Linked DNA regions of Zea mays: region 2 is linked to region 1. A link is a contact called in public Hi-C data. All regions are on one chromosome and are shown on one strand. The core of a region is the stretch at or near the end of the contact, and the rest is flanking DNA. Distances in the headings are between cores, read along the strand shown. Region 1 holds the start of LOC100280396. Region 2 holds the start of LOC103650664 (WD repeat-containing protein 48).

Region 1 (5,245 bases), core at 951-3,450:
CCAGGTAAGTTGTGCCGTTGATCACTTTTATTTACCCATTTATGTTCTTTATAATTATTTTACCATGCATAGACTTAATTTTGATGGGACCCAATAGATCACCTAGTTTGGCCATCATTACACCTTGTTTATCCTTGAACTTTTGGGTAGTCTTTGCTATTGCTCTATATGGTTTTAGGATTAATATTACATTATGATCATGTTCCAATTATATTGTTGTTTTACTTATTGTTCGTGACAAGATCATTATACTAATTGGAATATCAAGCTTAACTTGAGAAACACGTGCCGCCACAAGGGTGGAATGGGACGCCCTTGGCTGACTAACTAGGAAAGCTAGTTCAAGACTACCTTACCCGAAAGGGCAAGGGCAGTAGGGGAGTAGGGGTGTAGGGAGGTTTCCGGGTTGATTTTGCTGTGATGGCGGTCAGACGGGGGATTACTGCATTGCTCTTCCTAGAACTGTAGCGGGTTTTCGGAAGCTAGTGGAACTTTGTAAAGGCCTCGTAGTGTTACCCTGCCTCGCTTCCTTGGTAGAGGTGTATGGGCCCGTACAACCCCGTGGCAGATGTGTAACATGACTTGTGGGTAAAGGGTACCGCCTATGCAGAGTGTAAAACTGGTATACTAGCCGAGCTCGTGGTCATGAGCAGCTCAAGACTCTTGCATGATTAATTTATGAAATTTAATTCAATTTGTCATTTGCATCGCCTTGTGGTTTACTATTATTTTTGATCTATTATTACTCTGGTTTGGTATCTACTTATACTTAGTAACTGCTAATAAAATTTTGACCAACTTTAAAAGCAATACTCAACTTTAACCATCCTCTTGGGTAAGCCTTATACTTCACATTAGCTCCCACCTGTGGCGAGTTCATGCAAATTATTCTCCACGACTTATCGAGCGATAAATGCATGTGAGCTCACCCTTGCTGTCTCATAACCCCAGGTCAAGAACAGGTACCGCAGGATGAGACACATGAATGATGCTGCGATGAGTTCGTGAGTGGTCTAGGCCGTCGTCTCCCAGTCAACTGTGGTTGCTGGATCGTTGTCTTCGTATGATGTAAATATTTAACTATCTTGTATAGAACTCCTATTATATAGTAAAGATGTGATGTTCGTTTCTGTACCATGATTCATCATATGTGTAAGACTTGGTCCTAGCATACTTGGTGATTATGCTCACGTCTGCGTCCCTAAAACCCGGGTGTGATACTTTTTTGCACTATTTTTGCACGGTGTGGTAGCGTGGGCCCACATTAATTTTTTAATAGATTACTAGGCATGTGCCCGTGCGTTGCTACGAGCCGGGAGAGCGTGGGAGCGGTGCCTAGACTACAAATATAATTATTGTTTATTTCTAAACACTAATGTATGTGTGGTCTGATGGTTAGCCCCAAGTTTATGGAATAGAGAGTGAGTTGGAATGCTCGCTTTGCACTATTTTTTGCGGACGCTAGGTGTGGTGAGGGTGAAGCTGTGTAGCACAAGGTGGCCATATTAGGTTCTTAATAGAGTAGTATATATAAGAGAATCTCCAAGAGGTCCCAGAAAATGACTCCTCAAAGTCAGTCTTAAGGGACATCTAAATAATTAGTGTAGGTAGATTTTAATCATTTCTCCAACAGACCTCTTAAAGCGGCAGATTGTTTCCGGGAAGCCCAAAAAACCCTTTATTTGTAGCTACAAATGAGGGAGTTTTAAGGGTTATAAAAAGTTGGGAGCGCTTTAGAGAAACTGTTAGAGACATGTTTTTGTATTTTTTTTCCAAAAAACTAGATTTAGGGGAGACTTTTGGGGAGCTTTTTAGTGTGTTTGGTTTGTGGAGTCACTCTATACTTCATGAGGTGATGCATCATAAGTTCATTCCATCAATTTTGGTGGAATCAACCCACTCCTCATCTATATACTAATTATTAGCTTATGAGGAATGAGGTGGTGATGGATGAACCCATTCTATTCCACAAACCAAATAAAAAAGTGAGGAGTGAGAAGAAATGGATCACTCCATTCCTCAAACCGAACACACTATTTGTAGATGCTCTAAGTATAGAGAGTGCCCTAAAACCGACGTGTCCAATCAAATTCTTCCTGTTGGGCCGGACCGCCCCACCATACAAGAGTCGGACCTCACGTGCTTCATTCATGGGCCTTCCTTTTTCCTTTTGGACCCTATAGTGGTATTTCTCATTCCAAAACAGGCGTGGCTATGGCTAAACCCTAAACCCGCGACCGCACTGGCCTTTCCTCCCGCCGGCGATCACCGAAGCCAACCATGGCCGCCACCGTCGCCTCCGAGCACTCCATCGATCGCAAGCTCTCCGCGCTCGTGGAGCAAGCTCGGCCGAGCGCGGCGGCCATGCTCGCCGCCGCCGAGGCCGTTGACGCCGTCGCGGAGCTCATCAAGAGGGTGCCACAGCAGCAAGCGACGCCGGAGGCCGCGCGGGGTTTTTTGAGGGACCTGGGACTGGAAACCGAGAAGCTTTCCTTCACCTTCCGTCCGCCGGAGGTGGTGCGTCTCGCCGGGAGCCACGCGGCCGGCGCGGTCGCGAGGCCCGAAGTCGCTGCCGACCTCCTCGTACGCTTGCCAAAGGTATGCGGCGTTCTTCGCATTCGCCTCATCGCCTGCTTGATTCACTCCCAGTAACTTGTTTTGTATTACCGTCAACAGAGGAGTTGTTTATTTTTCATGGGATTCTTTGCCGTGGTTATGCCACTGTGGCAGATGGGCGATGTCCATTCTACATTCCAAATTTCTAGCGTTATGTTTATACCTTTCAGGATTGTCATCTGATAAAGAATGTATGCTTTCCGGTTAAAACAACAATGTCATCGTAGTGGTTACGTTATTGTCCAACGCACAGCTTGTTCGTTAAACATTTTCTTTCTGTTTACTTCAGTTGATATGAAGCCTTTGTTCTTGTTTATTTTTGCTTGGTACAATGTGCCTGCTGTCAAACAAATCCCAGCGGTAGAGGTGCTTATATTCGATTGTACTTCTTATACTCAAATAAACTGAAGGGAAAGTGTTGTTGGGAAGTATGGATTTTCTCTACGTTTACTCTAGGTGACACTAGTTTTCCTTCTTCACAAACATTTAGTTTTATTTGATTGACATATATCTGCTGAGCTATGCTAAATTGTTCAATCAAATCTTCTCAGCAAAATATTGTTTGTTAGAAAGATTATAAGTAGAATAAGTGATGCCTCAATGTTCAATCAAGGTAACTTCCTTTTATCAATCTTTTCTTTTTCCAAAAAGAGTTCTCTCAGCAACTAGTTTGGTACAACTGCTGGTCTGCTGGGGTGACCAGCTTACAAAGACTGGTCCTTAACAAAAGAAATCATCTGAATATCCTATTACAAAAAAGATTCAAATTTCACCAATGTCATTTGAAACAGAATTAACATGTTAGGGCTGTGAAGATGCCTAACATGGAATGCACCATTCAGAATTCATAAGTCTCTGGGTAGTGGGTATTCTAATGGAAAATGAGCTTGCTATGGTTACCAAGAGGATTCTTCTCATGCTTTTATCTTGCTTTCCAACTAGAATCAAGACTGCTGTTTTTGGAAGCGATTAAACAGAATTTTGGTTTTAGATTGTTGTGTGATTTGCTTTGTATGCATTTACTACAGGAATGCTTCCACGAGAAGGATTTCCTAAATCACCGGTACCATGCAAAGAGGTGTCTTTACCTCTGTGTCGTCGAGAAAAACTTGAGGTGCTCTAAATTAATCCGCAAAGTTTCATGGTCTACCCTCCAAGATGAGGCTCGAAAGCCCGTGCTTCATGTATATCCAGGTTATTCTTCTATCAACCTTCCCCTTTTTTCACATCATTGGCGCACTCGAATCTGATATTTCCAATGTTTTCAAGTCGGACGACTTGCTAGTCGTTCTGGCTGGCCGACTTGGGCGATTAATCGCGATTAATCACAATTAGTCGGACGACTTGGTAATTAATCGCGATTGTTCCAAACCGACTTGGACGATTAATTGCGACTAATCATGATTAATAGGGACGACTTGAAAACATTGGATACTTCTGCAAGTGACATTTTTGTCATTTTGCTCCCCTCATTCTTTTAACTTCCATTCCATTGGTGCAGCGACCGAAATTGTAGACCTTCCTGGATTCCATGTAAGAATAATCCCAACTGCGGATTCTTTGTTCAACGTTTCAAAGTTGAATGTATCAACAAGAAATAATGTCCGTGCATATACAAAAGGTAATACAACTGATTTACATATGTTCAATTCCATTGTGATGCTAATAAGCTTTCTTGTTCTTTGAAACTAGTGTCGTTGTACCGTACTTTTGTCCTTTAGCATAGTTATATAATTTTTTCTTTGAAACTTTGCTGATTGGATATGCATTTCAGATGGTGTAAACCTACCCACACCAAAGTATAATTGTAGCATATTGGAGGATATGTTTTTGGAGGAAAATGCAAACTTTATTAGTAGCACCTTTGCTAACTGGAAAGCTTTGCAAGAGGCCTTGGTGTTGGTAAAGGTATACTTCACCTAAACTATAGTTGGTTATGCTTGTAGATGTGTTATATTCCAGTTTAAAGCAGCCTAATGTTTAATTGAAATGTAGGTTTGGGCACGTCAAAGAACTTCAATATACACACATGATTGTCTCAATGGATACTTAATTTCTGCCATCCTTGTGTTTCTTACTGTGGACTCTGGAGGAAGCATGATTACTAGATCAATGACCACAAGACAAATTTTCCGTGTATTGATGAATTTTTTGGGTACATCCATGCAATAAAAATTTGTTTTTTCTAGGGATATTTGACCATGTTTACTCAGTTGAAGCATATCTGAATTCCTGTAGCAACTTCCAAGGCGTGGGCAAAGGGATTGGTGATTCAATCAATGAAGAAGCGTACGGTCACCAAAGAGGTTTGTCAACCTTCTGCACAAAGTCCATTGTCGGGAGCCATCAAACTAGATTTGTATCTATACTTGTATATGTATATGGAATAGTATCGTCCATACAAAATCATAATTTCTACAGATAAGTCCTTTGCCTTATAGTGTGAACATGGTAATATATTATGAGTATTGAGTATGACAAATTGCTATGCCATACTTAAACGCTTGTCTGGTCATATTTTACCATGGATTCCTGGAGATTATAGCAATAAAAATACCTGAAGAGTTACTTGATGTACATGATTCCTAATTCTGTGTGTAACCTTTGCACAGAATGCTATTGGCCCTGT
Region 2 (5,245 bases), core at 1,790-4,289, 550 kb before region 1:
CTGCACAATAAAGAAAAGGTTGAACAATATAATACACCCAATCGTACTACTATTCCGCTTACAAAGAGAAATTAAGTGTTAGTTTCAAACTCCCAGTGAGCTATATCTAAAATACACTGCCACCACCTTCCCAAATTTCCAGGCATATCAGGACACAGATAACTACTAATTCTAAAGCATTCGACTACTCTTCTTTCCATGTTACGTTGTTTTGTTCTAAAAAAGAAACAGAGCATCTAGCAAATATGCCAAAGAAAATATAATTTGCAGTCCTGCTTTGACCATGGTTTAAAAGGCGGTAAGGCGGGCCTAGGCGCTCAGCCACCGCCTGGACGCCTAGGCGACGCCATACAGCCAACTATAGAAGCACTCTACAGTTTTGCACAGATTATAGAAGCATGGATCAGGGAGATAAGAGGAGAGGAAGCAGGGCGTTAAGAGTTAAGACTTGAAAGGAGACAGGAGATTGCAGCAGGCCAGGGGAGATTGAAGCAGACACCAGTATAGATTGAAGCAGTGGAGGAAAGGAGAAGAAGCAGGGGTACCGGCCGCCTCGATGTCCGCCCACGCGGCCATGCCGGTGTCTGCCTGTGCCGGTGTCTGCCCAATGCTGCACACCCACCTGGGTCCTCAGTGCCTGCCAATGGCAGCCTCAGCGTCCGCCAAGGGCACGAAGCCGCTGAATCTGAAGGACGCGCCGCCGCCGAACCTCAAGAACGTGTGTGCGGCTGTTCTCAGTTTCTCACGGTCACGGACACCTCTCCTCTTCCCTAATTTCTCCCTTCCTTTTCTATTCCCGTGCATGAAAGGGAAGTCCCGCGCCAGAAAGGGAAGTCCCGCCAGCCGCGTGCCAGATTTCTCTAGGCATAAGGCGCACGCCGGGTGGTCAAAACGGACGCCTAGCACGCCTAGGCGGACGTCATGCCCATCTCAGCCAAGGCGACGCCGACACCTAATAGATTTGGGCGCCTGGATGCCTAGGCGACGCCTTTTAAACCATGACTTTGACATCAGCCCTTCTGTCAACTTTTTGTCAAAATAAGCTAGTGGTGCACTGATTTAAACATTACAACTAAGAACAGAAAAAAAAACAAGGAAATAAGAAGGGGCAGAAAATGATGGAAACCAACTTGGATATATCATATATCAATCTAAATGTCTGTTAATAAAATGAACTCAAAATGTTATGGAAACCAACTTGAATATATCAATCTAATTGTCTGTTAATAAAATGAACTCAAATGTCAATTAAAATTATGACGGTAAAATACATGGACAGTTGGACACTAGACCAAATGTGCTAAGCTTTGGATCCAAATAGTAGACCTCACACAACATGTTAAATATATAGATGGAGGAATGGATGTGATAGGCCTAATTCAGAGAGAACATTTGAAAGAAACATACTAAATTTATAAACGCAATGGATAGTTCAAGCACTGGTTGCTGTTTCAAACATCAAGTCTACTTGAGTGAAGACAGAAAAAGGCATACCCAATCAACATGAGACTCAAAAGTTGCTGAGAAACTTGCATCCCCATTATTTAATTCCCATCTTTTCAAGGTACCATCACGACTCCCGCTAAAAAGGTAATCACTTGTACTAAATGTAGAACCATTTAGATAAGCCATGCAATTGATTCCTGCACAATGCTGAAAAACAAACAGAAATAAATGCATTAGCAAGACCGTTGAGTGAAATATGGATTGTTTCAAATGCATATAGAAGACCTAGGAACAGCTGGATTTAAAGGGAAAACACAGAAAGAGCTAACAACGGTCGCTTATTTTAATATATAACATACCTTTTTATCATCAGCATCATTGAGCACATATGTGAAGCGCTTCTCCTTTCTCGGTCGAGTCGAGCCAGCCGTGTTACCAGCACTTCCAACACGATGCATGGAAGAAACTTATCTAAATTCGAAGCAGCTAAACCTACAAAGTAATGATAAATATTTCATAAGGGCACTAAGATCACAAAATAGCTAGTATGGTTTCAGCAAGTATCTAATAGGAAAATTTGTGTATAGATACAGAAGGTCCAACATGTAGTAGTGTTATGCTGCAAAATCATGTGACCACCCTTCATGTGACACGCATGACTGCCCTTCGTGTGAAACGCGGCAACTGAGAAATCAAAATAACGGAAGGTAGACACTATGCCCCCCATATATTAATAAGAACACTCAATGCCAAAAACAACATTTCCTAAAATTTATCAGCAGAGAAAAATCACACGTGTATCCAAACAAACCAGTTAAACTACGGAATCGGGGGTATCAGTTCAATGAGCAGTTCAACGCAAAAGGCACATCAGTCTAAGTCTGTGTCTACAACACTGGCATCCCAATTAGAGAATCAGGTCAACATTCTACAACCGCTGCAACACTGGCTCACACGTGCGCCCAAGTAGGAAGCCGAGCACCATCCAAATAAAACTCGGCACCAATCAAGCCATTAATCGGTAACAGCGGTGATTCAAAACAGTGGAGATGGTTCGATCAGTTGTTTAAGGCTTTAAGCTGAACTAAGCAGCGTGACCACGGTACCCAGTCCACAGAAAGCAACCGATCGTCACCTGGGATCGAGCGACGTATGGAGATCGGCAGCGTGCCGGCGTCAGTACGCGGCCGCGGCCAGCGCGGGGGCGGGGAGCGCAGATCTAGGGTTTAAGGCGACGCGGCGTGGCCGAGGGTCCCGGAGGAGGGCACCGGAAGAGCGGAGCGTGCGGCGGCGAAGCGAGCGGCCTCCGCGACGCGATGGAAGCAGATGGGCGGCTGCAACAGCGGCGGCGGTAGTTGGCCGCGGCGAGTGGCTGACGCGACGGGACAGGGGAGGACGGGGTGGAGGAACCAAGGAAGGCAGGTTGTGTCGTGTAGTTGGCTATGACTGGGTGGGCCGGGCCGGGCCGGGCCCGGGGAAGCTTGAGTGACGTCACTTCGTGGTCTGGATGAACTTGAGCTCGTCTCGGCCGAGCTGGATGGGTTGGGTGTGCACGGGCCGGGACTCTGGTCAAGCAGAGGCTTGTTTGGTTGGAGCTCTTCCAAACATAACATTTTAGCCGCTACATACTCAGAATCGATGGCATGTAATGATGTCTGGCTCAGGCAACTATACCACTCTCACAACCAAATAAGCCCCAAATCATGAACTTCGGTGTCAGCTTGCTTCTGCTCCAACTGGACAATACCGAAACGGAGAGCGAGGTAGGGATGGCAACGGAGCTCTTTGTCAACGGAACGGAAAAATCACAGGAATTCTATGAACATTTGTGAGGGACGTTTCTTCTTCATTCTTGTTTTCTTTCTTCTTCATTCTTGTTTTTCTATTGGCGTGTTTGGTTGTCGAGCCGTTCAGGCTCACCAAATGTGTTGGCAGCATACGTGCTTGTGATTGGTTACCGGTATGCATCGATGCAAGCTCGCACACGCACATGTAACCCAGTTACTTTTCTCAACTTTAGGGATTCCATGCAGCCCAGTTACTTTTCTAACTTTAGGGGATTTTTGGAACGTATATTTCAAAAAACTATAGGAATAGAAAAGACACATGTATAAGATTGGAATGCATATGCAGAATAGATGAATGAAAAAACAAAGAAAGCTTGTAGGAATAGGTGTTTGGCTGAACTGCAGAAGAAACACAGGAAACCAAAACATGAGGTATGAGTGGATTTTTTTCCAATGGTTTTCCTATCAAATTAAACACAAAGGAAAGTTTCTTCTGAGGCCATTATCATCTCTAAGGGTTGTTTGGTGACTAGAGAAGTAAAAGGATCCATGAGAAGAATTCTTTTGCTATTCAATTAAATAATAAGGGGATTCCTCCATTTATCTGGTCACGAAATCAGCCCTAAAGCGGAGCTATATTAATCACTAATCAGGGATGAAAAAACAAACGAACAATTATATAATCCCTTTTTTGAAAAGAAAATGTGTATGCAACTTTTCGCTTTTTTCAAAAGTTATAATGTTTATATGCATAAGTTCTGTGTATAGCATTTTGTCATTTTGTGTAACAAAACATGTCATCACAACTTTTTAGAAAACTGTAATTTATACTCGTAACATTATGAAAGCATATAATTTGTGCTAACATTACGATCCTGGGGAGGGAAGGAGTCGACAACTATAGCAACGTGAGTGTGGGGAGGAGAAGGGGGCAGCGGTGTCGCTTGGAGGCTGGGGTCGTCAGGTCACAGAGGGAGTCATGGAGGATGAGAGATGATCTAAGGTTATGTTTGGATCCAAGTTTTTTTAATTGGTTTCTAGAAACCGACTTTTAGAAGGAAAAAAGATTATGATAAGGTATTTGGATCCACCTAGATTCTTATAAACTAGTTTTACCTGGAGAGACCAACTTCTTGTTTTCTAAGAAACTAATTTTTTGAAACTGAATAAAAAACTGATATGTTTGGAGACTTTTCTGGTTTTTTTTAAAAAAATCGGTTTCTAAGAAACTAGGTGGATCCAAACAAGGCCTAAATAATATTATTCATTAGTTTTGAGAAAGTAAAAGAGATGAGTTATCCAACGATCTAAACTATTGATTTTTGCGGTGTTAAGTTTAACCGCAATTTGTTTGATGGATTTAGTGCAGGTTACAGATGTGTGAGTAATTTGGTTGGATGAGTTTTGCAAAGTTTAAAGGCTTGTTCGGTTAGGAGTGGATTAAGTGGAATTAGAAGAGATTAAATTCACTCATGTTCATATTTAAATAGAATGTCATTTAATCTTCTTCGGTCCAGACGTAACCGAAAGCCCTAAAGTAGTTAATTACATAGAGTTATAGATATAAATATAAATATATAATATACTAAGCAAAACGTTATTCAATAATTTTCTACGACAACTTTTGGTAGAGTCAATTACCAATTTTATTAGAGCATCTCTAAGAGACTAGCTAAATAGCTTGTCAAACTAAATTTTAGCTACTTAATAGCAAAATAGCTCTCCAACAGGCTAGCCATTTAATTTGACAATCTATCCGGCTCTCTAAATTGACTCTCTCACTAGCTAAATTTGGCTAGCAAATCTCGCTAGCCAAGCTAACTTGCATGTTGGAGATGCTCTTACAACTTTTTCACATTGTTTTATCTACTTTTGTATTCGTAACTATTAGCAGACAGATCTCCCCTAACAACTTCTCAATATAATTATGTATGTTTTTATAGGATATTTTTTTGAATATTATAACTTGTGTATATAAGATATTTCTTGTCCAATGGTTTTTTTACGTAACT

Evidence for each region. Hi-C and Micro-C count contacts between places; a contact is called where the count stands out from the background.
Region 2: a contact with region 1 is called in a Hi-C map of ear, with 4 times the contacts expected there. The contact joins the promoter of LOC103650664 here to the promoter of LOC100280396 in region 1. A contact is called at or near these places in 3 of 25 Hi-C or Micro-C datasets (ear and leaf).

What each region holds. Positions count from the first base shown.
Region 1 is chr3:143,458,151-143,463,395 of Zm-B73-REFERENCE-NAM-5.0, reverse strand. LOC100280396 reads left to right here and starts at 2,200. Exons shown (of 25, transcript NM_001348338.1): 1 at 2,200-2,598; 2 at 3,645-3,810; 3 at 4,118-4,237; 4 at 4,391-4,524; 5 at 4,612-4,771; 6 at 4,855-4,922. The coding sequence starts at 2,281.
Region 2 is chr3:144,006,125-144,011,369 of Zm-B73-REFERENCE-NAM-5.0, reverse strand. It overlaps LOC103650664 (WD repeat-containing protein 48), which reads right to left and starts at 3,039. Exons shown (of 19, transcript XR_004857203.1): 1 at 2,582-3,039; 2 at 1,806-1,938; 3 at 1,495-1,653.